2 separate regions of the Hordeum vulgare genome follow, and region 1 is linked to region 2. A link is a contact called in public Hi-C data. All regions are on one chromosome and are shown on one strand. The core of a region is the stretch at or near the end of the contact, and the rest is flanking DNA. Distances in the headings are between cores, read along the strand shown.

Region 1 (7,291 bases), core at 3,541-6,040, 79 kb after region 2:
AAGTACTGCTAAGCAGCATAGTACTACACCCCGCAAAGAACAGAAAAAAATGAAGCATAGCAGTACTATCAATGTTGAATTTAGCGTGCTGGATTGACTCAAGCACGCTATGTCAACGAATGATCGGTCGGCAGTTGTTTCCGTTTGTCAAACCGTTTGCGTTCATACATCCCTAATCATGAAGGATTCAGAATGTGTGCAGAAAGTCTTCCCGTGGCTGACTAACAAAGGTCAACCAAGGTGCAGAGAACAAGAGAGCAGAAGCAAAGCCGGATCCGTTGTTTCCAAGGGGGGAACCGTTCGCATCCTGTGTCCAGGTTGATGAGATATCATTTCTTGTGCACCCGCTAAATCTTTCGGTAAAGACGTGTCAAACATTATGCCAGCATCAATGAATTTGGAAGGGAGGTCAAAACCAGGGATAGACAGATGATTCATCTGCCATATGCATGCAACTCCAGAACTTGTAATCCTTGGGGCCAAACACCATGTAACGGCATCACATCAACAGAAGCAAGCAACAAGAAAACATATGTTATATCCTCGTTTTGCCTTGATACATCGCCAACAAATTTTAGAGGCCAAACATCACGTCCATGACTTTGGACAGGACCGATTTCGCGGGCGAAGCGATGGCTCCAGGCGCCCCACGGTTGCTCTCGTTGCCGTTTTGCAAGGAATTGTTCGGCAAAGGCGCCAGCGTGTTCCTGGTGGCAAAACCGCTCGGTGCAACAGCCTGCGACGGAAATGGAACCGACATGCCGCCGTTGTAGGTGTCATTGGTGTTTTCGTTCAGATACGGGCGCTGCCATGGATCCACTTGCTTCACCCCAATGATAAGAACACTGTTTAGCTGCTGACCATGCTTGGCGAGCGCTTTCTGCGCATCATGACGGCTCTGAAACACATAAAAGAAAATACAAATCAGCAATGAGACAGATGCACTACCAACAAGGCGCCGAACTGGGGCCTTAAAGTGGAATCTTGCATACATCTACAAACTGTTGGCATGTTTCAAGTTTCAACTAGAGTACATTAGCAAGGCCCCACTTCAAATAATTGGTGCTAGGAAAAGCTTATCACATCCAAGGCACTGTGTCATAGTAAAGGACAATCAAACTACAGGGCAATATTGACCATTGTGTCCATCATCACTTCATATGATATGCTGATATAGTATAGTAGGTGCACAGAAGGAACTGTTTTGTTACTTACGGTCTGTTTCAGTCTTCATTTCATTTTAATTATCAGTTCATAAACAAATACATAAGCTAGCAAAAAATATGATGTATTTAGCCGATTCTGTGATTTTGATACTCCCGATACACCCATATGTTTCAGACCATCAAAGTCGTTAAAAATTCTGGAAAAACACTGACACTGCATGGATCTATCTTGTCACAAAATTTCAAATGCAAGCTCAATACGTAGCTCAAGAAGCACAAATGACAGTGCTGACAGTGATAATGGGCCAAAAAGTCACAAGCCCAATTTGAATGAACATCTTCATCTTTTCTTGTTTTTTATGACTTTTGAAGTGGTGTCTGCAGGCAGAGTACCAGAGCACTCCATGTTTTTGAGGATACACCCTCACGCACAATGATATTTATCCTATCAGATTACTTTCAGGCTAATATTTTCATTATGAGTAGGGAAAAACAGAGATCTGTATATTATAAGTATCAGTGCTCAAACAATTAAGTACAAGTTTACCTGATACAAGATATGCATCCAGTTCGCATCCCTCGGACCAGTAACGTGTCTCAAGACTAAACCACATTTCTCAAATTCTCTCAGTACAAAGTTGGTATCAGCCGGCAGAAAACTGGCAGAAACAAGGCAAGTAGCATGATCAGACAAAGAATACATAAGCACATTTTAATCCGGACAGGAAAATTAACCAATGAACTAGATCATGCATCGGAGAGGATCTGCTTCAAACGACATAGCTTAAGAAAATATACATTCAAGTACAACAATAATAATCATGTCTGTATATCAGAAGCTGAACAGATGCAGGGATATAACTGGCACCATGGGGATGCCATCTTATTGATATGTTCAAGAAACGTCTCCATATGCAACGATATCATAGGTGTATCCAACGCCTAGATGCAGAACTTACATAAGGTTCCTAAAACAATTTATTGCTAGATTACCAGCTGTTCTCATTGCTCAACCTCCTAAAGTAAGGTGAGGCGAGGCGCCTAACCCCCCCGCCTTACCTTTGAAGCATGTAAGGCGAGGCGGTAAGTCGAAGGCAACGTCTTAGATATAGAAGGAACAGAGAAATCAAGCAGTTTAACACATAAAATGCAAGGGAAAATAAGAAAGACCGAGAGATGGGCCACTACCTATGCACTTCAGTTCCCTGTGGCCCAAAACACCATATAGTAGCTATATACTCCTACCGTGGGGAGCGAATGAGGAGCACTCGGTGCTCCACCCCCCTATATTAAAAAATAATTTAGTAATTCAAAAAAAAGAGTAAAATAGTCACAGAACTTTTTTAGAATCCAATATGGCTAGGTAATGTACTCGTATAAAAATTTGGCTAAGTAATTATTCACGTTGACTTAGGGCAAAAAAACAACAACATTATGACGACAATATAGCATGAATAGTACTTTTATCTAGTTTTTTTTGGGAAATCTTTGATCCCGGATGCAATGAAAGTAATTCCCTGTTTAATCTTTTTATACGAGTGCAATAGTTGGTCATGTTTGATTCTATAAAAAGTTCCGGGATTTTTTTGACTTTTTTTCAATTACTAAATTATTTTTGAATATAGGGGGGCGTAGCACCTGAGAACTCCTATGCACTTTCGTCCCGTGACCTAATTCCACTATCCTCACTCCTTCCTCACCACAGCCACCGCACACCTTTTGCTCTCTTTCCTCGTTGTAGCAGCACACAACCCTAAAACTCATCCTTTTTGATCATGACCCTAGCCTTCTCTGATTCTCCCTCACCGCAGCATCCCTTCTTCCCCAACAGCAGAGTAGATCCGGCAAGGGAAGGCAACAGGAACAGGGGAAGCAGGCGCATAAAGGGATGCTCGCCGGAGTGTTGGGGTTTGGTGGGGTCATCGTCTTCAAGGCCCAGAAGCAGCCACAATGATAATGCCGCGAGGAACAGGCGGTAGCAGAGACCTCTGACAACAGTGGACCTTTCACTGAAGTAGCCATACATTTCATATCTAAGGCAGGGTGGACGCCTTACCATCCCGGGGCGCCTCAGCGCTTAGGCGACACATTAAAAACAATGCTACCTACTTTCAGATTAGCTAAGTTTCGACTAACTGTAGGTATCTGTAACAGGAGCACAAATGATGAAATGAGAAAGCATAGAAAACCATCATTCTTTGGCAGAAATAAACCCATCGAATATGGACATTAAATCACTCCCACTCACACAAGGTCGCAGAAGAATACACATAGCCAATAGTAAGCTATCACAAAGCCAACAAATGTGCAAGGGTACCAAATCGTAAATATACCGTGTAACTGTATAATACAGACAGCATGTGTTAATCAGGAAATGCAGTCCATAGCCTAATACACATGTGAAATAACAAGAGAACTTTAACAGTTCCTCATCAGACACAGCGGGCAGGGTTGTTTTGTAACAATTGGCACATAAAGCTTGAAAATGAATAGCTCTCAGACTATAAAAGCCAGAAAATAAATTTCATCAATCACAAATACTAAGAGGTTTCTACAAAGTGCACACGTCGATGGCTCGAACCACCAAAATATAGTCTAGTCTAGAAAATTAGCGAAACTGAATTGGTTAATGTGCTCACGAGTTCGGTGATTTGGTCAGAGTCAGCAATAGTATAATAATGGTACTATGTCCTAAAATTATCATCATTTTAAGCACCATGGTGTTTTTTTAGCTAATTTCATATAGCTAATCTTGGTATCAAAAACACAATTAGATCACGGTATGTCGAAACTGCATCACCCAATGACCACATGGTTCTGTCTGATTGCATACAACTCCTACAGGTATACCGCATACAAGACATACACGAGTCTCCATTTTTTGTACACTGATCCACTTCAAACACTTACAAATCACTTAAACAACCCTACCTATAATTGCAACAACACCTAAAGTATAGACATACACAACTATATGAACCCAACGTCACAAATTCCATCATAATCTAGTGCATTCTTCATATCGAGTCAGCAAGTGGAGAGGGGGACATACCCGAAAACGGTGACCCATTCCTCCTCGTCGACCCGGCCAGTGGAGAGCACCGAATCCCTCGGCATCTCCGGACGCGCGACCTCCCTGGGCGGCGGCAGCGTGATCAGCGCCACCTGCTGCTGCTGCTGCTGCCCGGACGCCGTCGGCGGAGACTGCTGCTGATGTACGACTCCGTCGACCGGGGAACTATCCCTGGCCTTCTCCTCCCTCGAGGGGGTCCACCACGCCGCCGGGGAGGGGGAGCCGTTGGAGCGCTGCGGGGTGGAGAAGAACCCCCCGCGAGCGGGCGGAGGCGACGGGGACATGGCCTCCTGCGGGGGCGCGTGGGGCGGCGGGGAGGGGGAGTGGCGGGACAGGTCATCGAGGGAGAGCAGCGGGGGAGGCGGCGGCGGGGTGGAGGCCTGGGCCTCGCGGCGAACGGACGCCGGGGGCATGCGGAAGGACGAGGATACCGGGGACGAGAGGTCCCGCAGGAACGGCGACTGGTGCCGCCGGTGGTCCGGCCTGGTGGCGCTCATCGCGGCGGCGAGGAGGAGGAGGAGCAGAAACCCTAGCGACACGATCGACTGTCTGTCTGAGTGTGGCTTTGGGTTTATCGACGCGAGCGAAGGCGTCAGCAACGGAGGCTCACCGACTGACTTGTGGACCCGTGACTGGTGGGGCCTACTTGAAGGGAAACACACGAGACGAGAGGTTACTGCGAAGGCGTAACTGTTTCCGGGTCAAAAAGTTGAAGCAGGCAAAAATGGAGGTTGCGACGGCGACGGAGGCGTCGGCGCCGGCGGCGGGCGGCGGGGCGAGCAGGCGGGGGCACCCGTTCCCGTGGCTCGACGTGGCCATCTCGGAGCCCTACTACTTCCTCCACCTCATCGCCTTCTTCTCCTACTTCGCGGCCCGCACCACGGCGCCCTCGGCCGAGGACGACGCCGAATTCCACAGCCGCCTCATCCGACGGGTGAGATCCCGCGGTCACCGATTCTAGATCCGGAACGTGCCGTCACGCCGGTCCTTTGAACTGCTTTGGCTCACGCGGATCGGCGCCTGTGTCTGTTTCTGCAGGAGATCCAGGCGGTGCTCGTCTTCCTGGTGCTCTTCACGGTGAAGGTACGGTGTTTAATGACCACCATTAGTGTTTCCGAGTGAAATTTCCCCTGTACCATACTGGAATTCGGCCATTCGACTGGTTGGAGTACTGAGCTGCGTGTGAAATAGAGCTGGAAATGTACAATTTCCTAGCTATGCTAGCGTGACCATAATGCCACTACGAGATATGATGCTCATTAGTCATGTTTCTTTTTTTTAATTTTTTACCTATGCATTCGGGGTCAGTTAGGTCTGAAACGCAGGTCTCTCAAAAGCACTTCTATGATTTGTATGGAGAATGAAGCCTGTAATTTGCTGATCACATAATGTAATGCTTACCAGATTGTGAAGGAGGAACACTGGGAAACATTCATCGCTGATTCATTGCTCTATGCAAAGGTGTGTTAGTATGGAATGGCTGTGTTCTCTTGATTTGTTATCAACTTATCATTATTTTGGGTTTTTATGTAACTTCTAGGCAAGGGTAAGCCAGGTTACTTAAAAACATTGTTGTTCCCTACTACGGTTGATATTGCTAAATATGTTAATGCTTCTTATATGTTCTTGTTTTGCTTTGCAGGGCCTCTTGTTGGTGGTTACTTTTGTTATTGATTATTGGTTGACTGTCGGCTACTTACTGGGATTTATTGGTATGTTTTAATTTATCTTTGGGTTTTATTGGTGTGCATTCTTATCAACTGCAAAGTAAAATGCCTATCGTGTTTTATATCACCCCCTTGACAATACATTCAAGTCTTGAGCACTTAATGGAGAATTTCCTTCTTCTCTGAATCTCCTACAGTGTTCATTCTGTGGTTCATATTTTTGCTGGATCTGTATTCATGCAATGCTATTTTTAATGCTTGATTAAACTGCTCTCAATCATTTTCCAACACAACTTGTAGGTTATATTAGTTTATGTAGCAGTCTCTTAGTTTGATCGATGTTATGATGTAACGTTTGTACCCTTGTCCTGCATACTGAATCTGTCTATTACTTAGGCTGTGTTTGGTTGGGCTTCCATAGCCAACTTCTGCTTTGCAAAAGCAGAATCTGAACCAAAGGGGTGGTAGCTCACAGCAGATTTTGAAAAGCCACAACTTCTCGGTAGTGTAGTTTTCGCATCAGCTCGCAGCAGGCTCGAACCAACTTCTCGGCTGTGAGAATCAGATTCTGGGCAAAAATTACCCACGCTGCCACTCCCAAGTCAATACCGATTCATTTCTTTTCCCTCTCAGCCCTGACCAAACAGCACTGACGACCTCCTGCTCCCTTTTCCTCCCCGCACGGGCTAGGGTTCCTAGCCGCTGCCGCCACTCCGGCCGGCCCTTTGCCGTGGTGCTGCTCGTCAGGTCGGACCCTTCGCCGCCCCTCCAGGCTTCGTGCATCGAGCCCTTTCCATCCCTCCACCCCTCGAGCAAGCCCCAGCTCCGGTTGCCTGCGTCCCCCATCTCCGACTTCCCTCCCGCGCCTAGCATCCCAGAAACACTGACGCGGCCGTCGGCGTCAAGATTCGTGGTGATCGCCTCTTGTTCCGTCCTAGGTCGTCGCTGCCCTAGTTTGACGCCTCATCTTCTTGCAGACGTCCAAGCTAGCCGGCTGCGGGCAAGCTCTGATCCAGTCAGCTATGTTTGTGATCTGCTTGGCGTGCTCTACTGCAGCTGGCTGTGCTTGCTGTGTGTTAATTTCAGAGATAGATTTGGCAGTTTGAGAGACAGAAAACTGTCTGGTAATTTCAGAGATATGACACTGTCTAGTACAGTAGTATGTGTCCACGATTAGTCATATTACATACATATATGGTATACATAGGTAGGTCGTTAGTCATATTCTTACAGTCACGATTTATAATAAAATCACATAAAATAAGTAAACTCACATCTTTTAGCTTAAATTTTTGGGTTACAATCCCGTGATAAACATTGTAATTATTTTCATGAAAATAGGTCAATATGCTAACTATTCTACAATTTCAGTTAGTACGGATTGA
Region 2 (7,144 bases), core at 3,931-6,430:
GCCTATGTTTGTCTCTAGCGTGAGGTTTAGCAATTCTAGCAGCATCTTCACACAAGTGAATATTATGTCCCTCAACATCGTCGGACAGAAGATCTTTGATAATAGAAATGCTAGGTTCAACTCTAATTTGCTCAGGGGGTGTAGGTGTTCTAATGTAGCCTCTACGTATCACAGTTGAAGCTTTAGAATGATCCTTTATCCTAACAGGGAAAGGTGGTTTCTCAATGTAAGCACTGGGAACAACAGGATCATTAAAGGCAATGACTCTCTCTTCAACTGGATTGGGTTTAACTACATTGACTTCTAGGGGAGGATGATATTTAAACCACTTATCTTTGGGGAGATCAATATGAGCAGCAAATGATTCACACAATGAAGCTACTATCTCAAAGTCAAGTCCATACTTAGCGCTAAATTCACAAAAAGTATTTGTTTCAACAAAGGATTTAACGCAATCAAACTTGAAATTCATACCTGACTCCTTACCTTCATCAAGCTCCCAATCTTCAAAGTTGCGTTTAATTTTCTCCAATAAATTCCATCTGAAGTCAATATCTCTCTTCATAAAAGAACCGGTACAAGAAGTGTCAAGCATGGTGCGATAATCATGAGAAAGCCGAGCATAGAAGTTATGTATGATAATTTATCTCGAGAGCTCATGGTTGGGGCATGAATATAACATTAATTTAAGCCTCCCCCAAGATTGAGCGATGCTTTCTCTGTCACGAGGCCAAAAATTATAAATATAATTCCGATCACGATGTACTAAATGCATAGGATAAAACTTTTGATGAAAATTCCAATTTCAACCGATTGTAGTCTCATGATCCAGTATCATCACATAGTCTATACCATGTCAACGCCTTATCCCTCAAAGATAAGGGAAATACCTTCCTCTTGACCTCATCCTCGGTCATACCTGCAAGCTTAAATAAACCACAAACTTCATCTACATAGATTAGATGTAAGTCTCGATGTGATGTTCCATCTCCTGTAAAAGGATTAGCCAACAGTTTATCAAGCATACCCGAAGGAAATTCAAAGCAAATATTTTCAGTAGGTGCAGCAGGTTGAGGAGCAACTCTTTGTGCTTCCGTTCGAGGTGAAGATACCCCAAACAAGCCCCTCAAAGGATTAGTTTCCATAGTGACAAGTGACAATAAATTTCAGCACACTATATGAATGTTTCCTTACCAATTTCCACTTACCAAAGTCGCTTCACTCCGCGGCAACGGCGCCAGAAAAGAGTCTTGATGACCCACAAGTATAGGGGATCTATCATAGTCCTTTCTATAAGTAAGAGTGTCGAACCCAACGAGGAGCAGAAGGATCTGACAAGTGGTTTTCAACAAGGTAATATCTGCAAGCACTGAAATTATCGGTAACAAGTAGTTGTGTGGTGAGATGATTCGTAGCAAGTAGCGAGTAACAAAAGAAACAACGGTGCAGAAAAGTGGCCCAATCCCTTTTGTAGCAAGGGACAAGCCTGGACAAAGTCCTATAGGAGGAAAAACACTCCCGAGGACACACGGGAATTTCTGTCATGCTAGTTTCATCATGTTCATATGATTCGCGTTCGTTACTTTGATAGTTTGATATGTGGGTGGACCGGCGCTTGGGTACTGCCCTTACTTGGACAAGCATCCCACTTATGATTAAACCCTCTCGCAAGCATCCGCAACTACGAAATAAGAATTAAGACAAAGTCTAACCATAGCATTAAACTAGTGGATCCAAATCAGCCCCTTACGAAGCAACGCATAAACTAGGGTTTAAGCTTCTGTCACTCTAGCAACCCATCGTCTACTTACTACTTCCCAATGCCTTCCTCTAGGCCCAAATAATGGTGAAGTGTTATGTAGTCGACGTTCACATAACACCACTAGAGGAAAAAACAACATACAACACATCAAAATATCGAACGAATACCAAATTCACATGACTACTATTAGCATAACTTATCCCATGTCCTCAGGAACAAAAGTAACTACTTACAAAGCATAATCATATTCATGACCAGAGAGGTAATGAGTAGCATCAAAGATCTGAACATAAACTCTTCCACCAAGTAATCCAACTAGCATCAACTACAAAGAGTAATTAACACTAGCAACCTTACAGGTACCAATCGGAGTCGCGAGACGGAGATTGGTTACAAGTGATGAACTAGGTTTGGAGATGAGATGGTGCTGTTGAAGATGTTGATGGTGATGAGTCCCCTCCGATGAGAGGAGTGTTGGTGATGACGATGGCGACGATTTCCCCCTCCGGGAGGGAAGTTTCCCCGGCAGGATCGTCCTACCGGAGCTCTAGATTGGTTCTGCTCAAGTTCCGCCTCGTGGGGGCGGCGGCTCCTCCGGAAGCTCCCCTTCATTTTTTCTGGGACGAAACCCTCCATATAGCAAAAGATGAGTGCCGGAGGGGCAACAAGGGGCCCACAAGCCACCCAGGCCCGGCCAGGGGGGTAGGTCGGGCCTGGCAGGCTTGTAGCCTCCTGGTGGCGCCCCTGTGGTACTTCTTCCGTCCATTATTTTTCATAAAATCCAAAATAATTCCCCCTTGATTTTTACGGTTTTTGGAGTTGCGCAGAATAGGTATCTCAAACTTGCTCCCTTTTCAGACCAGAATTCCAGCTGCCGGCATTCTCCCTCTTCATGTAAACCTTATAAAATAAGAGAGAAAAGGCATAAGTATTGTAGCGTGAAGTGTAATAACAGCGCATAAAGCGATAAATATCAACATAAAAGCATGATGCAAAATGGATGTATCAGCTCCCTGTGCAGGCCCCTCCCCTCACCAGCTCCCGTCGACGCCCCCTCCCCTCACCGGCTCCCTGCGCAAGCCCCTTCCCTCACCAGCTCCATATGGCCACGGGCATGTATGTGTGCTCTTGCTAATCGGCGAGATTATGGAGCGTCACAGCGGCTCATCGTGTGATTTGACCGGAATCCCCTTTTTAAAGATGGAAGAGAGTTATTATTATCCATGTATGGTCGAGCATTTGTACCTCCTTATCTCGCCTCGAGAGGAATCTTGTTCCTATCCATGCGCGACTCGACGTACCCACCGATGAACAAGCTTCCTCTTTGTTTTTGTTTTCCTTGAGGGCTCCCAACGCCCCATTCTAGCCTGCACGTCCACCCTAGACTAGACGACGTCTATCAAACTTTTTTTGAAATTCTTTTGTGTGCGACGTCTATCAAAGGATGAAGCCGAAGTCGCCTTTTTTTTTGTCACAAAGGACCCAAGACGACACCTACCGAGACTTTCCTAGAAAATCCTATAAGTTGCTCACTATGTCCAATGAGACCTCCTATTTGCCGTGCGTTGGGTCAAGAGTCGTGCGCCATACAGGGGTGGCACCCCCGACTGGGCCAGCCCATCTTCGGCTCGCCCTCAACTAGGCCGGTCCAGCTTTTTTTTGTTTCTATTTTTTCAAATTACGGAACATTTTTTCAAATTTTGCAATATCTTTTTAAAAAATCTGAAACATTTTGATAAAAATTCCAGAACATTTTTTCAAATTCCAGATCATTTTTACAAAATTCCAGCACATCTTTTCAAATTCCAGAATATTTTTTAAATTCCAAAAAAAATCAAATTCCGGAACATTTTTTGAAATTCCAGAACATTTTTTAAACACAAAGAAAAAAAGTAAAACCAGTTTAAGGAATCTTCTAGAAAGTTCCTAAAACCGAAAAAACTGACTGGAAAAGTAAAACCGGCTATCTGAGTGGGCTAGCCCAATTCGCTGGCTTCAAGAACTGGCCAGTGCGAAAGATGGACATGTTGACACAGTAGGCGTCAAATAGGATTTTCCGCGTCCAGTTGTCGATGCTTGGTACACGGTGGCGTGAGCCGGCCTCGCGTTTCATAGATCCCGGCTTTGGGAACCTTATAGACTTTTTAAGTCGGATTTTAAGGTTTTGGAAACCTTTTAGAAGGTTCCCTGAACTGGTTTTTATTTTTATTTTTTACTTTTTCTTTGTTATTTTTTGTTTTTTATGTTTATGTTTTAAAAAAGTTCTGGATTTTTCAAAAAATGTCCTGGATTTTTTAAAAATTGTTCGGGATTTACAAAATGTTTTCTTCAAATTCGTAAAACGATTTTGACTTCTTAGAAAAAGTTCTGGATTTTTAGAAAATAGTTCTATTATTTTCAGAAAAATGTTCGGGATTTTCAACAATTGTTCTTCAAATTCTAAAAATGTCTTTGCTTTTTAGCAAAGGGTTCTGGATTTTAACAAAAGTGTTCTGGATTCTAAATATGCTCTAGAGTTTTTTAATGTTTTCAAAAAATGTTCTTGTTTTACGAAATTTGTTCTGAAAAATCAAAAAATGTTCGTATTTTCAAAAAACATTCACAATTATAAATTAGTTCAGTATTTTTAAAATTTATTATCATTATCAAAAATTGTTCTCAAGATTCATATAATATTAGTATTTTCAAAAAAATGTTCTGGATTTTCAAAAAAAAATTTCAAATTAAAAAAGTAAATTTTCTTTTTTGAAAGATTTTATGGATTGTTAAAAAATGTTTTGGATTTACAGAAAATGTGCTTGATTTTCTAAACTGTTTTTAAAAATGTTCTTAATTTTGGAAATTTGCAATATTCCAAAAATGTCATATTTTCAAAAATTATTTATTTATATAAATTTGTTCAGGATTTTTTAAAATTGTTCACATTATCAAAGTTTGTCCTCAACATTCAAAAAATGTTCGTGATTTAAAAAATTGTTCACACTTCCACATTTGATCTGGTTTTCAAAATTGTTCTCCATTTCAAAATTTTGTTCTAAAGAATCAAAAATATTCGTAGTTTACAATTTTGTTACCGGTCCCAAAGTTGTTCAATATTTTTCTAAATTACTCCTTGTTTTCAAATCTGTTCTTGATTCAAAAAATGTTCATGCTTTAAAAAAATGTTCACATTTTAAAATTTGTTTAAAAAAATCATGCTTTTAAAAAATTACCAAGAAATTCAATGTATTTTCCTTTTGATTTTAAAAAAAGAAATAAAGAAAATAAGCAGAAATGGATAAAAAGAAACAGGAAAAAAAGAAAAAATGTATGTTTTTCTTAGACAGAAACAAAAGCTGGGCCGGCCCAGTCGGGGGACGAACCCCGTGTGCGTGTCCCCGACTACGTGCCGCGCAGAGCGGCAGGTAGGATCTCCCGACTTTCTGCTTTGGAAATCCTACTTGACGTCAAATTGCTGGTGCTTCGCATAGGAGCCGAACCAGCAGGGCGGGTCCCATTTTGCGGTCCAGTTCAGTTTTTAACGGTTTTACTTTTCTTCCTTTTTACAAAAGAGTTTCCTTTCTAAAAACATGGGAAATTTAAAATGTAATTCTAAATTTTCAAAAAATGTTCGAGTTTTCTAAAACAAAATTCAATACAACACCTTTAAATTATTCAAGCATTTTTTGTGTGTTTTTATAAAACTTGATGTGCAACTCATCTAGCCGGTCGTCGCCTCCCCAAAGAGCTAGTGTTCATCTGCCTCCCGCCCACACCATCGTTGGTCCACCCCGTCTTCAATGGCCTTAGGGCCAGGGAGTTGGAGTGGACCCCGACGCTTGCCGGTGGGAAGGCTAAGTATATATATATATATATATATATATATATATATATATATATATATATATATATATATATATATATATATAATAGTTTTGTTAGGGTTTGTGTTCTTCTCAGGAAGGCAAGACGGCGACGGTTCTCAGAAGATTGAATAAAGGTCTTCCCGTCTAGTTCCCGTTCTATTGAATAAAGGTCTTCCCGTCTAGTTCCCGTCTATCATTATTAAAGATCAATAGATTGAAAGGTTTTCCCACAAAAACTAAAATAAAATAAGAAAATGATGATGTTTAAAATAAGTTTATATATGCAAAACATATTTGCGAATTTTCAAAAATAATTTGAGGGTTTTAAAAGATTTGTTTTTTGGGGAAATGATCATCTTTTCAAAAAAAAAGTTTTCCTTTTCAAGAAAAATGTGTGAATTTGAAAAAATGCTCCCAAGTTTCACAAATGTTATTGTGTTCAAATATGTCCACACTTCTAAAAACGTATTTGTTCTAAAAACTAATGAAAAAATAAAAATAGAATGATACAGTAGACAGCCAACTACAATAGACTTATATTTTTTGACAATGTCATGAAGCTTTATGAAATCGTCACAATGTTTACAAGGATATAGGTAAGAAACGGGAGCTGATCTAACCAAACATGCCGACTAGCCCCTAAAGGATAACACATGCTTCGCGAAATTATGAGTTTCCCCATTCAAATTCCTAAATCGTTAATAAAGTTGCACCTAGAAAAGGTAGTAGCACGACCAATGATTTCACTAGAGATCGCACCATATCTCGTTGCACTTTCTTACTTGATGTCGTATATCAACACCTTGCAATCTGATGCCATATGGATCTGATGAACGTAAATATCATTAGCAGGCGCCAAAGCTTCCCTCCAAGTTGGTGCCTCAAGAGTTGTTGGATCAAAAAATACCTCTGGAAACTCTGGTGGAAGCTCCTAAATATGCTTCGTGTTGATCTCTACACACTACTTCAAGTACACCAACATATCCATTTTCTCGCAAGTGTAGGCTAGAGTAGGCGTGTCACTACAATGAGCGATGGGCTGGTCGATTCAGGGCGCACTGTGTGTGGGAGGGATTACTGGGTTGGCCTAGTCAGGTATTGCTTGTGCGGGAGGTCGATTATTGGCCGCAAAGAGCAGCACAGAAGAGCTGTTTGTGCTCACATAGGAGCACATCAGAACATTACGAAGTAGGAGGTCTTGCCTAAAAGGCGATCCAGGTCAATACTATTGGGCTGGCGAAGTATTGGCTGATATATTATAAATACAAATATTTCAAAAGTTAATTCACTTTACTTTGGAAAAAAGTTCGCCGTTAGCTTGAAAAATACAACAAAGTGTAGATTGTTTGTTTGCATAAATTTTTTAAAAAACATGTACCATTAATTTAAAAAATTGATCATGACTTTTAAAAATGATCACACCCTTTTAGAAATTGTTTGTGGTATTTAAACAAACGTGTATATAATGTAAAAAATGTTTCGTACCATTCAAAATAATGCAAGTGACATTTAACAAAAGAATTACACATAAAAAAAT

The links. Hi-C and Micro-C count contacts between places; a contact is called where the count stands out from the background.
Region 1: a Hi-C map of leaf shows a contact between it and region 2, with 4 times the contacts expected there. The contact joins the promoter of LOC123443114 here to the enhancer-like site in region 2. A contact is called at or near these places in 4 of 6 Hi-C or Micro-C datasets (leaf and seedling) and 1 of 1 datasets of contacts at active chromatin or transcription factors (embryo).

Annotation. Positions count from the first base shown.
Region 1 is chr3H:95,855,941-95,863,231 of MorexV3_pseudomolecules_assembly, forward strand. It overlaps LOC123443114 (nuclear pore complex protein NUP35), which reads right to left and starts at 4,791. Exons shown (of 3, transcript XM_045119378.1): 1 at 4,219-4,791; 2 at 1,714-1,825; 3 at 413-898. The coding sequence starts at 4,736. The coding sequence ends at 575. LOC123443115 (thioredoxin-related transmembrane protein 2) reads left to right here and starts at 4,920. Exons shown (of 11, transcript XM_045119379.1): 1 at 4,920-5,173; 2 at 5,278-5,322; 3 at 5,644-5,700; 4 at 5,882-5,951. The coding sequence starts at 4,964.
Region 2 is chr3H:95,776,836-95,783,979 of MorexV3_pseudomolecules_assembly, forward strand. No RefSeq gene overlaps it. Among protein-coding and RNA genes, the nearest start is that of LOC123439605, 67 kb to the right of the region's middle. Within about 2 kb of position 5,181, at least 2 of the 3 cell types and tissues checked have open chromatin away from gene starts, as enhancers often do. A contact at or near this core is called in leaf, where this site is marked.